Regions from separate parts of the Mus musculus genome. Here all the other regions are linked to region 3. Evidence: chromatin contacts called from public Hi-C and HiChIP or PLAC-seq data. All regions are on one chromosome and are shown on one strand. The core of a region is the stretch at or near the end of the contact, and the rest is flanking DNA. Distances in the headings are between cores, read along the strand shown. Region 1 has its middle 2.4 kb from the start of Gm33819. Region 2 has its middle 73 kb from the start of Gm33819. Region 3 overlaps A930001A20Rik (RIKEN cDNA A930001A20 gene).

Region 1 (3,692 bases), core at 1,123-3,622, 160 kb after region 3:
CAGGGCTATATATAATAAGAAGGAACAGCTGCCTTCTTCAAAATATATAGATTAAAGAAATGATACAGCCTCACAGAATCTGCCTAAAGTTGCATTCTTCCAACTCTGTTTTACCGAGTGGATATAAAACCTGCCCACAGACTTCTCTAACTTATCTCAGTGGCCATTACTAATGTGACAGTGGTGGACTTTGCCTGCTCTTCATGGAAGCACCAGCCATTGGCTGAGGGATCACCAAACAAGTCAACCTTCCACCTCATTCAGTGTTTATCTCACACAAGTATTTCCTAACAGTCATTTTCTCAATGACTTACCCCATGCTGTCAAGCAGCTCTTCTCCCTGGGTCCTTAGACTGTTTATTGCATTGTAACTTCACCATGCCAACTCTGTCCTTAATTTCTGTTTTCATGTCCATCATCTACTAGGAAACATTGAAGTTGAATGTCTTTCCTAGAGCCATCTCCCTGGCTGAGAGAACTCAGCCTGCTCATAGACCCCCCTGCTTGTCACTCAGCCTCTGCCAGGTTGCTACTAATACAGAATACACTAGCATCCTCCCTGATACTAATTGCAACAAGAATACTTCTGACTGTCTGTTGAAAACTTTCTGTTCTTAAAATGTTTCTCGCTTTAATAAAAGTGTTCATGTTACCTACAGCTGATAGTCTTTTAAATGTCTAATTTCAGACCTTGGCATTTTTTATTTTCTCCATTGGTTGTGTACTTTTGCAGGACTAAGACTACAAAATCCAAGAGAGTCAACACAATGTCAGCATTGGGACAAAAAAGAAAGAAAGATAATACTGTTGTCCTTTAACATGTCAAAAGAAACACAAAACAAACATTTATTGCATGACATGTTTTCTGAGAGTTGAAAGCCTGGGAACAGCTTACTCTTCTGGTCTGGTTTACTCTTTCTGGGCATTACAATGTAATTGCAAGATGTACAAAAGGCATGAAGGATCCAATTCCCAGATGGTTCTTTTATATAGCTACTGTATTGTGTTGTCTGTAGCCTCCACACAAAGAGCTCCACAGACCTTACAATATTGGATATGGCTTCTGAGTGATCGGTCCAAAAGATGGAATAAGATAATTTTAAAAATCCAGGTCCTGATATCCTCTAAGTACAGATATCCCACCCAACCCTTCTGCTGTATTCCACCTGTCACAAGAGCAACCATGATGTTGGACTCTGCTAAATAAACTCTCAGTCTACTATTGTCCAGATAGCTCTCTGAGCTCTGAACAAACTGGGTGAGTCACTTTACCAGCAGGACTTCTTCTCTGACCTTGTCTGGGCAGCCCAAACCCCCACTTGCTACGCTCTCCGCTCTCCGGTCGAGTCAACTGGACAAGCTGAAAAGCTTAAAAGTCACTCATGAGGCAAAAGAGTTTCAAGGAAGCTCTCCTCCTGGAGTCTAGCGTTCCCTACCCATACAGTAATTTTTCATTCCTGCGTTCCATTCCCGCATTAGTCTAGTGCATGGATCCACGTGCTTTCTTTCAATATTTTCCTATCATAAGTGCCTTTTAAGATTGAATTCTGACATAGCTAAAGCCGTCCGCCAGTGTTCCAACAGTCCTAGTTCGTCCTTAGCAAGACCTTGGGCTTGGAATTCAGTACTGCCCCTGGTATTACACTATCTCTTTGAGGAAAAGTTAGGTCACTGCCCTTCACAGGAATTTACCATCACTAAGGAAGTAAGAAGTTTCTGACCGTAGGAGAAACCAGAATAGATATTTAGAATTATAGCTAAATTACACCTATATACAGGAATTTACAATGGTTTAGGAAGTAGATCCGGCTGTGGTTTTAGAGTACTGCATTATTTATGAGATGGTTAGCTAGAACGGAACTCCCTAGTTAGAACCATGACTTGGGTGTGAAAGCCCTTGCCCTAGAAGTGAAAAGTTCTCACACCTGGCTTCTAAGACTATAGCTGACCTTAGATAGAGCTGACTCTGTCTCAGTTATTTTATTGCCTAGTTCCTGCCAGTCTTTGCGTTTTCATTTCCTCTGTTCTGTGTAAGAGTCATTAAGCATCCGGTTACCTCATTTGTACCTTGTGGGTATGTCACCCAACTACCTTGTTGTCTTCTGCATAAAAAGTCTGATGTTCGATTTGAAAAATTACATTCAGATTCCACACAAACTCTCCTGTGTGTGTGTCTGTCTGTCATTCATCCACGCTTTGCCCACCCGTGTCGAGAGACCCCGTTCCACGCAGACACAGGGACCCAGAGGGTCTGCGGCACCCACTGTCTACTGGGGAGTGGGGGTGGGGGTGGGGCGGTGTGGGGGGGTTGAGTAGTCCTTGAGTGACCTTCCTCTTTTCAACTTCCTCTTTTCCAGATAAGAACCAGTCCAGCAAGTACCTGGAATTCCTGGAATGCTTCTCCATCCAAAGGAGGGCTTCATAGAACTGTAAACTCTAGCCAGTGATTTTCATTTACTCTGAAAACTAATTCCCACTCCCCAAAGTCCATATATATCCCTGGTTTACCCCAAATAAGTGTACACATACAAGCCCACCCCAAATAAAGAGATATGCATAAGAATAAAGGGATATACACAAGCTAAGATTGTCTGATAGAACTGTTTCATTGAAGACTCTCAGATAAGGCCTTTTTCCCTCACCCCCTTACCCCCTATACTCCCTGCCAGCCAGAGCAGGATCCTGTAGAACCCCTCCCATTTCATACTCTGCTTCAGCCTTCCAGTCTGGTATGCAGTAGAGTCTGGACACTCTGAAAGCGAGGAAGCTAAGGATGCAGAAACACAGCTGGCACTCCCAAAATGCACACAGCACCATGACATAGCATGGGGCCACTACACAATGGTTTAAACACCATGCAGGAATTGTTAGGTACCACTACATGATTTGCTGGAAATAGATTCTGTAATAAACAAAGCAAGCAGACAAGGAACAAGACACAAACAAAAAAATATTTCTTAGGTTGCATTTGAATTCATTACAGTTGTCTACTGTGGCAAAATTCCACAAAAATAAGACACAGAAGTGAACTGGGTCCAACAGCATTTAGACAGTTACCCATAGATCTATGTCCACTGATCCTGTTTCTTTTCTTTACCTTTGTTTGGTTCTTGGATCCACAATAATCTCAGTGAAGATGGATTCCCAAGGTCATAGGAATCTCCTTGGTTAGTTTACCAAACATCAATCCAGGTATGCTGAGGGAAAAGAGAAAGAAGTCATTAAGAGATAAGCAATGTTTGATTATTTGTTGAAGCCATCATGGTCCTTTGTTACACTAGGTCGTTATATTCGGCTGCTAAGGCAGACATCACCTCTGGAACTTGTACATATTTTCCAGAGGCTATACAATTTTCTACAATTTTACCTGAGAATTTTATTTATCCCTGAAATGACTCTCAGTATGATGATTATACTAATAATTTAATTAGTAACAGTTTCAAAGGCAGTCTTTCTAATGTGACTTTGAGCTACACTTGAAGTATATTTAATCTAATCAAAAACCATCATTGCTTAATATCTCCCTCTTTCTTTTCCCCTTTTGTCTGCTCCTCTCTCTTTCCATTTCTTTCTTTCCCCTTCCTTATCAAGATTAAGACTTAAATTTTTGCTTTTCCTGACAAATGTCTAAGCAGTCCAGGCACATAGTAAATACATAGAGTAAACATGATCTGATAATTTTATATTTACTC
Region 2 (3,236 bases), core at 533-3,032, 230 kb after region 3:
CATTTCTGGGTTTGGTGGCAATCATCTGTTATTCCAGCACTCAAGAGGCTGAAGTAGGAGCACCATGAGATTAAGTCCAGCCTGGAGTACTTAGCAAGGAAGACACAGTCTCAAAAATAAACAGACAAATAAAAGAACATCCTCTAGCTTGGCTAGAGCTTGGTGATAGAGACCAGTTTTAGAGAACCAGCCAGCTTTGTCACTGAATCTGTCTTTCAGCAGTCAACCAGACCTAGGAAAACACCAATTTTTTTTTTTTGTCTTTTTATTTGAGTGGACCTTATTATTGGTAGGTGCCAAGAAGCAGCAGTAATTTAATCAAGTTCCATGAAATGTGGGAACCTCTGTGAATTTTGTGGGAAAAATATTATTGCCTTAAAGATTGGTAACAACACCCCTGACCTCTCTGTTATTCATATAAGAATACCAGCTTTTTTCTGTATATGTTTGCTGTTCTGATATGTGACTTAATAGGAGCAGCATTATGCTTTTGGAATATGTTTAAGACCCATGAGTTCCAAACATGGACATTTTAAACTATTTAATTATAAGTCTAAATGCATATATACGTAATTTTAAACCAGAACTATTGTTTCTTTTTTTGCATTTCTTTTTTATTATTTCCTTTATTTACATTTCAAATGTTATCCCCTTTCATAGTTTCCCCTCCAAAAATCCCCTATCTCCTCCCCCTTCCCTCTGCTCACCAACCCACCTACTCTCACTTCCTGGCCCTGTCTTTCCCCTATACTAGGGAATAGAACCTTCACAGGACCAAGGGCCTTTCCTTCCATTGATGACTAACTAGGCCATCCTCTGCTACATATGCATCTAGAGCCATGAGTCCCACCATGTGTTTTCTTTGATTGGTGGTTTAGTCCCAGGGAGCTCTGGGGGTACTGGTTAGTTCATATTGTTAGAACTATTGTTTCTTTAGAGGGAAACACACAGAGACACACAGAGACACACAAGACACATAGACAGACAAACAGGACAGCAGGACAGACACATACACACAGGGGAGAGAGAGAGAGAGAGAGAGAGAGAGAGAGAGAGAGAGAGAGAGAGAGAGAGAATGTATGTTTCGGTGGTCTTCCCAATGGAAATAGTTTTTCCTACAATACTTCTGAACTTAGGTAACTCTTTTGTCAGTAGTGTTGATGAGTCGGGAATTCAATTATACTTGCCATAAGTTTCACAATAAAACTATTATTTCCGAGCTACTATGAAATCATACTAAGAAAAACAACGTGTATAATAAAAGTTCAATTAATATAACTGTGAGGAAATGATGTCTCATATGTTTGTGGGACAGTGGACTGTGCTAGGAAACTTGGAATGGTTGAGTGAGTTGGAAACTATAGAAACTCTGAGAGGAAGGCAGGAGCTTCACCTGCTTCTGACTAGGCTCTTGCCAGGTGACCACACTCGTTACATAGGAATGTGAGCTTTATTCATGTAGATCAGGATACTCGTTACATAGGAATGTGAGCTTTATTCATGTAGATCAGGATAGAATTCTCCACGCTAATTGAGTATTTAGAGGCCCCGAGGGTTTAGCCCATAAGCTTCCCTTCTTGGACATCCCTTCCTGCAAAAGTTATTTAATCTCTGGTCCTCCTTAAGGAGGTGGTATGCACCTATTTTTCACGACGAACAATCAATAAACAGTTTGGAGCCAAAGACACTTTTTTTTTAAAATCAAGAATCGCCATGGAGAAACCCTTTGCCTACAGAGCCGCACAGTCTGCCTCCTGCAGAAGGCCTCTCCACACTCCTAGATAATCACTGCTAAGCCAAGAGCAATTGCAGGCGAGCTAAGCTGGAGTCCCTCATTCCCCGTGGCCTAGGCCTTGTCCTCAGCCCACAGCCTTCTTCGCTTCCCTCCTTCTCACGACACAGTGGTATCTCCAGGAGTTTGGGACTCCTTGAGGTACCTGTTGGCCTCCTTCGTTCCCAACTCTGGTGTTCAGCGGCGACTGGACACCTGGGAGCTTGGGAACCCCCAGCTTCAGCTTCCCACATCTTTGGCTGTGTTTTCCTGCCACCTGAGCTGATCAGTGTTTCCTGAGAGTCCATCACTGGACAGTGGGCATAAGGTAAGTGTAGACTAGCGTCTGAGTGTCAGGCAGAGTTTTCACAACTCAGTGGAACGTGGAACGTGGAACAATATCAGTTTATCCAAAGAACATTTTTACCTCTGAGAATGAAATTTCTACTACATTTCCTACTTTATTTGAATAAATTTCTATAATGTAAAAGTGAAAGTACAATTTATAAACACTATATATATATCAGAGAGAGAGAAAGAGAGAGACAAGGACAGAGAGACAGAGACAGAGACAGAGGAAGGTGCTGGATAGGGAGCACCTCCTTAGCATCCACACCACACTTGAAAATTATGCGCGTGTATGCTATGCTAGAAATATAGAATAAGAGATATGAGGAGTCGCACAAGGTCAATACTGCTACATTTTCTCTTTTAATAACATTTCTTATTGTAATTGTTTTCCAGAAAACTCAAATTCTTACTTGTCTATCCACATCTTTGTTGAGGTCTCTGCTATGCTGCTACATGTAATTTTGCTCCTTAGAAAACCCTTAATCATTCTCTTACCACAAAAGGGCCATTATTATAAACACATCCCATGTGCCTGTCAGTTAACATCGCCAGCCTTTGGTATGTACCACAGTAATATGAGATCAAAGAGCTTCTCTTGCTCAAGTCATCCTTTAAGAAGGAATTTAAAAAATTCTTTTGTTTCTGCCTGACCTAGTTCCTAGATATTACATGATATCTTCTAAAAAGTATGACATTGTGATTATAATTGTTCTTTTTTTTTTCTCAAAAGGAGAAACGACTTTCCCCGTGGCTGTGTTCCACTTTTTTAGGAAACTGTCTGGCACATGACTGAAACTTGCAAAACGCACGCAAATTGAATGGATAAGTACTCTAGATGCCAGGCTGCAGTGCTCTTTGTTATCTGTATTGGGAGCAAACCAGTTCTTCTGCCTGGGCTCTTGGAGTCTGCTGTACTGAGAATCAGTTTAAGAAAAGAGGGAGGCTGTGTGTGATGCTTGTAATTCTTACTGAACTCTCAGGGCTGTGATTTAGTGTACAGGTGTCCCGCGTCTATCCAAAATTGCCTAACTGAGCTAATCCCCAAATTCTGACCCATACAAATGTAAACACGTGGCTTTAAGCCACTAAGTTTGGAGGTGGGTTATAATATGTA
Region 3 (3,715 bases), core at 1,047-3,546:
AAATAAATATTTAAATGTAATTTGCTAAGTTCATTCAGTGTTGTATGCATACATACATTGCCAGGGCTTGCTGTATGGTACTGCATAACCAAACATGAGGCTTGTCCTGGGAGAGATTATTTCTCCCTCTCTCAGTAGTTGTTAAGTAATTGCAGCTCTTCCTCTCAAGGTGGACTTCATGAAATGTCATTCGTGTGTTAGCATGACAATTCTTAGAATTTCTCAGATCTTGTTTAGGTAGCTGTGGTATTGAGGTTTCATGGTTGTACTTCCCTGGCATATCTAAAAGACATAATCTTGTAGCAGACTTCCTAGTCCTCTGGATTTTACAATTTTTCTGTCTCCTCTTCTGTGATTTTCCACTTAGTCTTAGGTGTATTCATTGTGCTGTAGATATATCAATTGAAGCTGGGCATCACGTGGTCATTTGCTTTGAATTTTGAGTAGTTGTGGCTCTCTCTAATTGTCTCCTGCAAAAAGAAGCATTTTCTTGTTGTTGAGGAGTGAGAGCTACACTTATCTCTGATTATAAGGATACATATTTAAAATGTAGTTAGAGATTGCATTAGTTTTGGAAGGTGGCCACATTAGGTTCTCCTCTAGAATCCATGTTTTACCCTGACTAGTGTTGTAAGACTCTGGTGATCCTTAGCTTACCAGGACTCCCTGAGTGAATGACACAGAGTTGGGAATTGATGTAAAAAGCAAGAGGAATTTATTGTTCTAACATGTTGGGGTTGCCCTGCACATGGAGAGAGAATGACCATGCACAACCCATCCAGCAAGCCTTTATACAGTTCTCCAGGCAGCAGCCATTAGGCTCAATGTGATTGGCAGAACAGTGTGACTTTTAAACTAATTGGTCTCTAGCGAATGAAGTGAATGGTCAATGGTCTCAGAAAGTGTCTACAAGTTCAGTCCTTCCTCCCTGTGGTCGAAGGAATGTAATTAGCCCCTCCCTTCTGGAGAGGAGGGGTGCCTGTGTTCTTTATGACCTTTCACTTCCAGGAGGGGAGGGGTCCAGTGGAATTTTCTAAAGTTCCTGAGCTGACCTTTTCAGTACTAAAGTATTTGTTAGTCTCTGGTTCCATTTTTGTTGTTGTTGTTTCTAAATGAGCATCTCTGCCAAAAGTCTGTACATGCCTAGGTGACTGGAAGTGAGATGAGGTACTTGGATACCAACCTCACTCTAATTTCTGTCATAATCCTTTAAAAAGATCCCAGATAATATACATGATTTGTGAAACCCATCCTGGTATATAAGAGCTCTGTTCTTACTCTTTCTCTCTTTTGTTAATATTCATAAATCTTTTAATAAACTTTGTTCTAAAACTACTTCTTGTGATCTGTAAATTTCATCCTTCAAATTTATTTATTTGTTTGTTTGTTTTTATTTTAATTATCTTTAATCTTTTTTTTTTTTTTTTACAATCTAGTTGTTATCCCCCTCCCATTCTGCCCTCCAACAGTTCCTTATCCCATTCCCAGTCCCCCAGATGCAAGAGGATGTCCCCACTTCCCACCCCACCTCACCTTACCCCGTCAGAACTCCCCACTCCCTGGGACCTTAAGCCCCTTGAGGGTAAGGTGCATCTTCTCATCCTTCAAATTTATAAGACAATCTGAAAGCTCCTGGCTCAGGGTGGAGTTTTCCTGAATCCTTACCTCCCTAGGAAGAGAAAGTCTCCATCATTCTAAGACACTCAAATATTTCTGTAGGATTAGGTTCCCCTCCAGGGTCTAAGACTTCTTCAGACATGGGGTTTTGACAATGTTTACAGTAGTAGGTATGCCTCACATCCAATTAGGAAATGGTTCGCTGCCTCCATAAAAGTCATGTCAACATTACACCAATGGGCTCATTTTGGCTGTAGCTAATAGAGTTCACAGCTGGTTTAGACCAGCTACACAGTGAACTTTAAAACAAGATTAAGGTAGTCCAAAGTGGTTAGAAAAATATACCTAGGCTGTTCATCATCTTAAATAAAGAGATAGAAAAGAAAGTTACAGCAGGGGACAGGGCTCAAAATAATGAACAGATCCAAAAGAATCTCATGACAGCTTTTACAGACAGAAGTTCTTGGAAAGAAAAGTACATTGTCACTATGTCTTTATCATCTTTAAGGTGAATTCATGCTCCTGAGGGTGTGGTAACATGGCTAGGTCAATGATCTTCCCAACTGTATTAACTCTAAGAGGAGGAAACAATGCAAGGCTCCACAGGGAGGTACATTCTTTTGACTAGGAGATGAAGCTTTTCTGTAGTGGGCCTTCAATTGTATTCTAACACTAATCAAAACACCACTCTCTGCCTTCCTCCAGGCTAGCAGGCACCCTACTGGGAACATTCTATGAGTCTGTGGCTACCTGGGCTTCTGAACTTCCAGGAAAAAAATTCTAACACCTAGAGACTTGGACACTCACTCTGGCAGCCTGTTTGTCTCAGTTGATCCTGGGATTCCTGGAGCTACAGGAAGAGGCAAATAGCTTCTGAGTTTGCAAAGTTCAGACATCAAAGAGCTATGGGACTCTCTGCCCATTCAGTGAATGTATCAAAGATACACCTCCTCTACATTCCCTATTCACTTCCTCCCACCTTCCCCAAATGCCTTAAAGTAGGCCTCTTTGTTTTTCTGGGTGGCCCCAGATATTCTTTCATTCATTTCTGAACAGCCACCATATTCTCTCTGGTGTTAAATAAACCTTGAGTCTTCAAAGAACAGTCACTGACCCAGAGTCCTCTACTGTATCTTAGTATTTTCATAAGATCTGGGGACACAGATGATCTCTGGAGCCTTATCTTGTTCCAGTTAAGGTAACATGTCTACCATAGACTATAGTAATATATTTTACTTGCTAGAAGCATCCATTGATTTATCAGTGGAGCTGATATATACCTGATGGGTGACTGAATAAGAGACTTAGTGTCTTGTGTCTGTCCCCTTAGGGACAGTTCAAGACCTTTGGAAAATTTCACCAGACCCCTCCCTCTCCTCCAGGAAGAGAAAGGTCGCATAACAATTAGGCACTCTGGAAGGGAGAGGCTAATTAACATTCCTCAGACCACAGCGGGGAGGGAGGTGGGGGGGGCTGGGTTACCAACCATCTGCCACCTGCGGGTGGGGAAGGCCCAGAGCATATAGACACATTCCACAGGATGGACCTACTTACAATTGGCCACCTACAGATAAGGCTTGTCAGAGTCTTACACCTCAGCTCCTCATCTTTGAATCAGAGATTACTGAGTTCATCATGCAAACATGTTAATCATTAAAATGCATTATCTAGTGCTAGGGTAGGAGGACACCCAGGGGGCTGCCATCCTCTCATATGAGAAGGTCAGGGATGGGGGGTGGGGACAGTGAGTGGGGTATAAAGTGAACACATTTTTGAAAATTAAAAAGAAAAAAAGAAAGAAAAATGCATTACCTATGACTGTACTACAGTGTGAGCTTAATCCAGTGCTGAATGGTACTAATCCATGTTTATTGACAATATTCTCGTACCTTATCCCTCCTCCCCTTATCCCAAACAATTCAAGCACTGAAAGTCTTTCAGCTCTATCATAAGACAATTCTGAGCTGTGCTTCAAAAATTACTTAACAGTGTTGGTTGCCCTTAGCCCTTCTAGCACAAGGCCAGGATGCTCTGAAATAAGAAAATCTAAGACTGTGTCCATGTCCAATGGAAAATTACCAAGTGTTAGCCATCCCGG

The links. A called contact is a pair of places that touch in the nucleus more often than the background predicts. HiChIP or PLAC-seq counts read pairs in DNA pulled down with a chosen protein or histone mark.
Region 1: a contact with region 3 is called in an H3K27ac HiChIP or PLAC-seq map of embryonic stem cells, with 7 read pairs. The contact joins two enhancer-like sites. A contact is called at or near these places in 1 of 15 datasets of contacts at CTCF or cohesin (the NIH/3T3 cell line), 4 of 484 Hi-C or Micro-C datasets (double positive thymocytes, embryonic stem cells and uterus) and 3 of 115 datasets of contacts at active chromatin or transcription factors (all in embryonic stem cells).
Region 2: a Hi-C map of embryonic stem cells shows a contact between it and region 3, with 1.6 times the contacts expected there. The contact joins two enhancer-like sites. A contact is called at or near these places in 5 of 484 Hi-C or Micro-C datasets (the G1E-ER4 cell line, cortical glia, embryonic stem cells and 1 more) and 2 of 115 datasets of contacts at active chromatin or transcription factors (both in embryonic stem cells).

What each region holds. Positions count from the first base shown.
Region 1 is chr3:15,157,814-15,161,505 of GRCm38.p6, forward strand. No RefSeq gene overlaps it. Among named protein-coding and RNA genes, the nearest start is that of Gm33819, 2.4 kb to the left of the region's middle. Within about 2 kb of position 2,373, at least 14 of the 459 cell types and tissues checked have an H3K27ac peak or open chromatin away from gene starts, as enhancers often do. A contact at or near this core is called in embryonic stem cells, where this site is marked.
Region 2 is chr3:15,228,944-15,232,179 of GRCm38.p6, forward strand. No RefSeq gene overlaps it. Among named protein-coding and RNA genes, the nearest start is that of Gm33819, 73 kb to the left of the region's middle. Within about 2 kb of position 1,783, at least 16 of the 459 cell types and tissues checked have an H3K27ac peak or open chromatin away from gene starts, as enhancers often do. A contact at or near this core is called in embryonic stem cells, where this site is marked.
Region 3 is chr3:14,997,780-15,001,494 of GRCm38.p6, forward strand. The region is part of intron 3 of A930001A20Rik (RIKEN cDNA A930001A20 gene); the gene reads left to right. Among named protein-coding and RNA genes, the nearest start is that of A930001A20Rik, 28 kb to the left of the region's middle. Within about 2 kb of position 2,297, at least 28 of the 459 cell types and tissues checked have an H3K27ac peak or open chromatin away from gene starts, as enhancers often do. A contact at or near this core is called in embryonic stem cells, where this site is marked.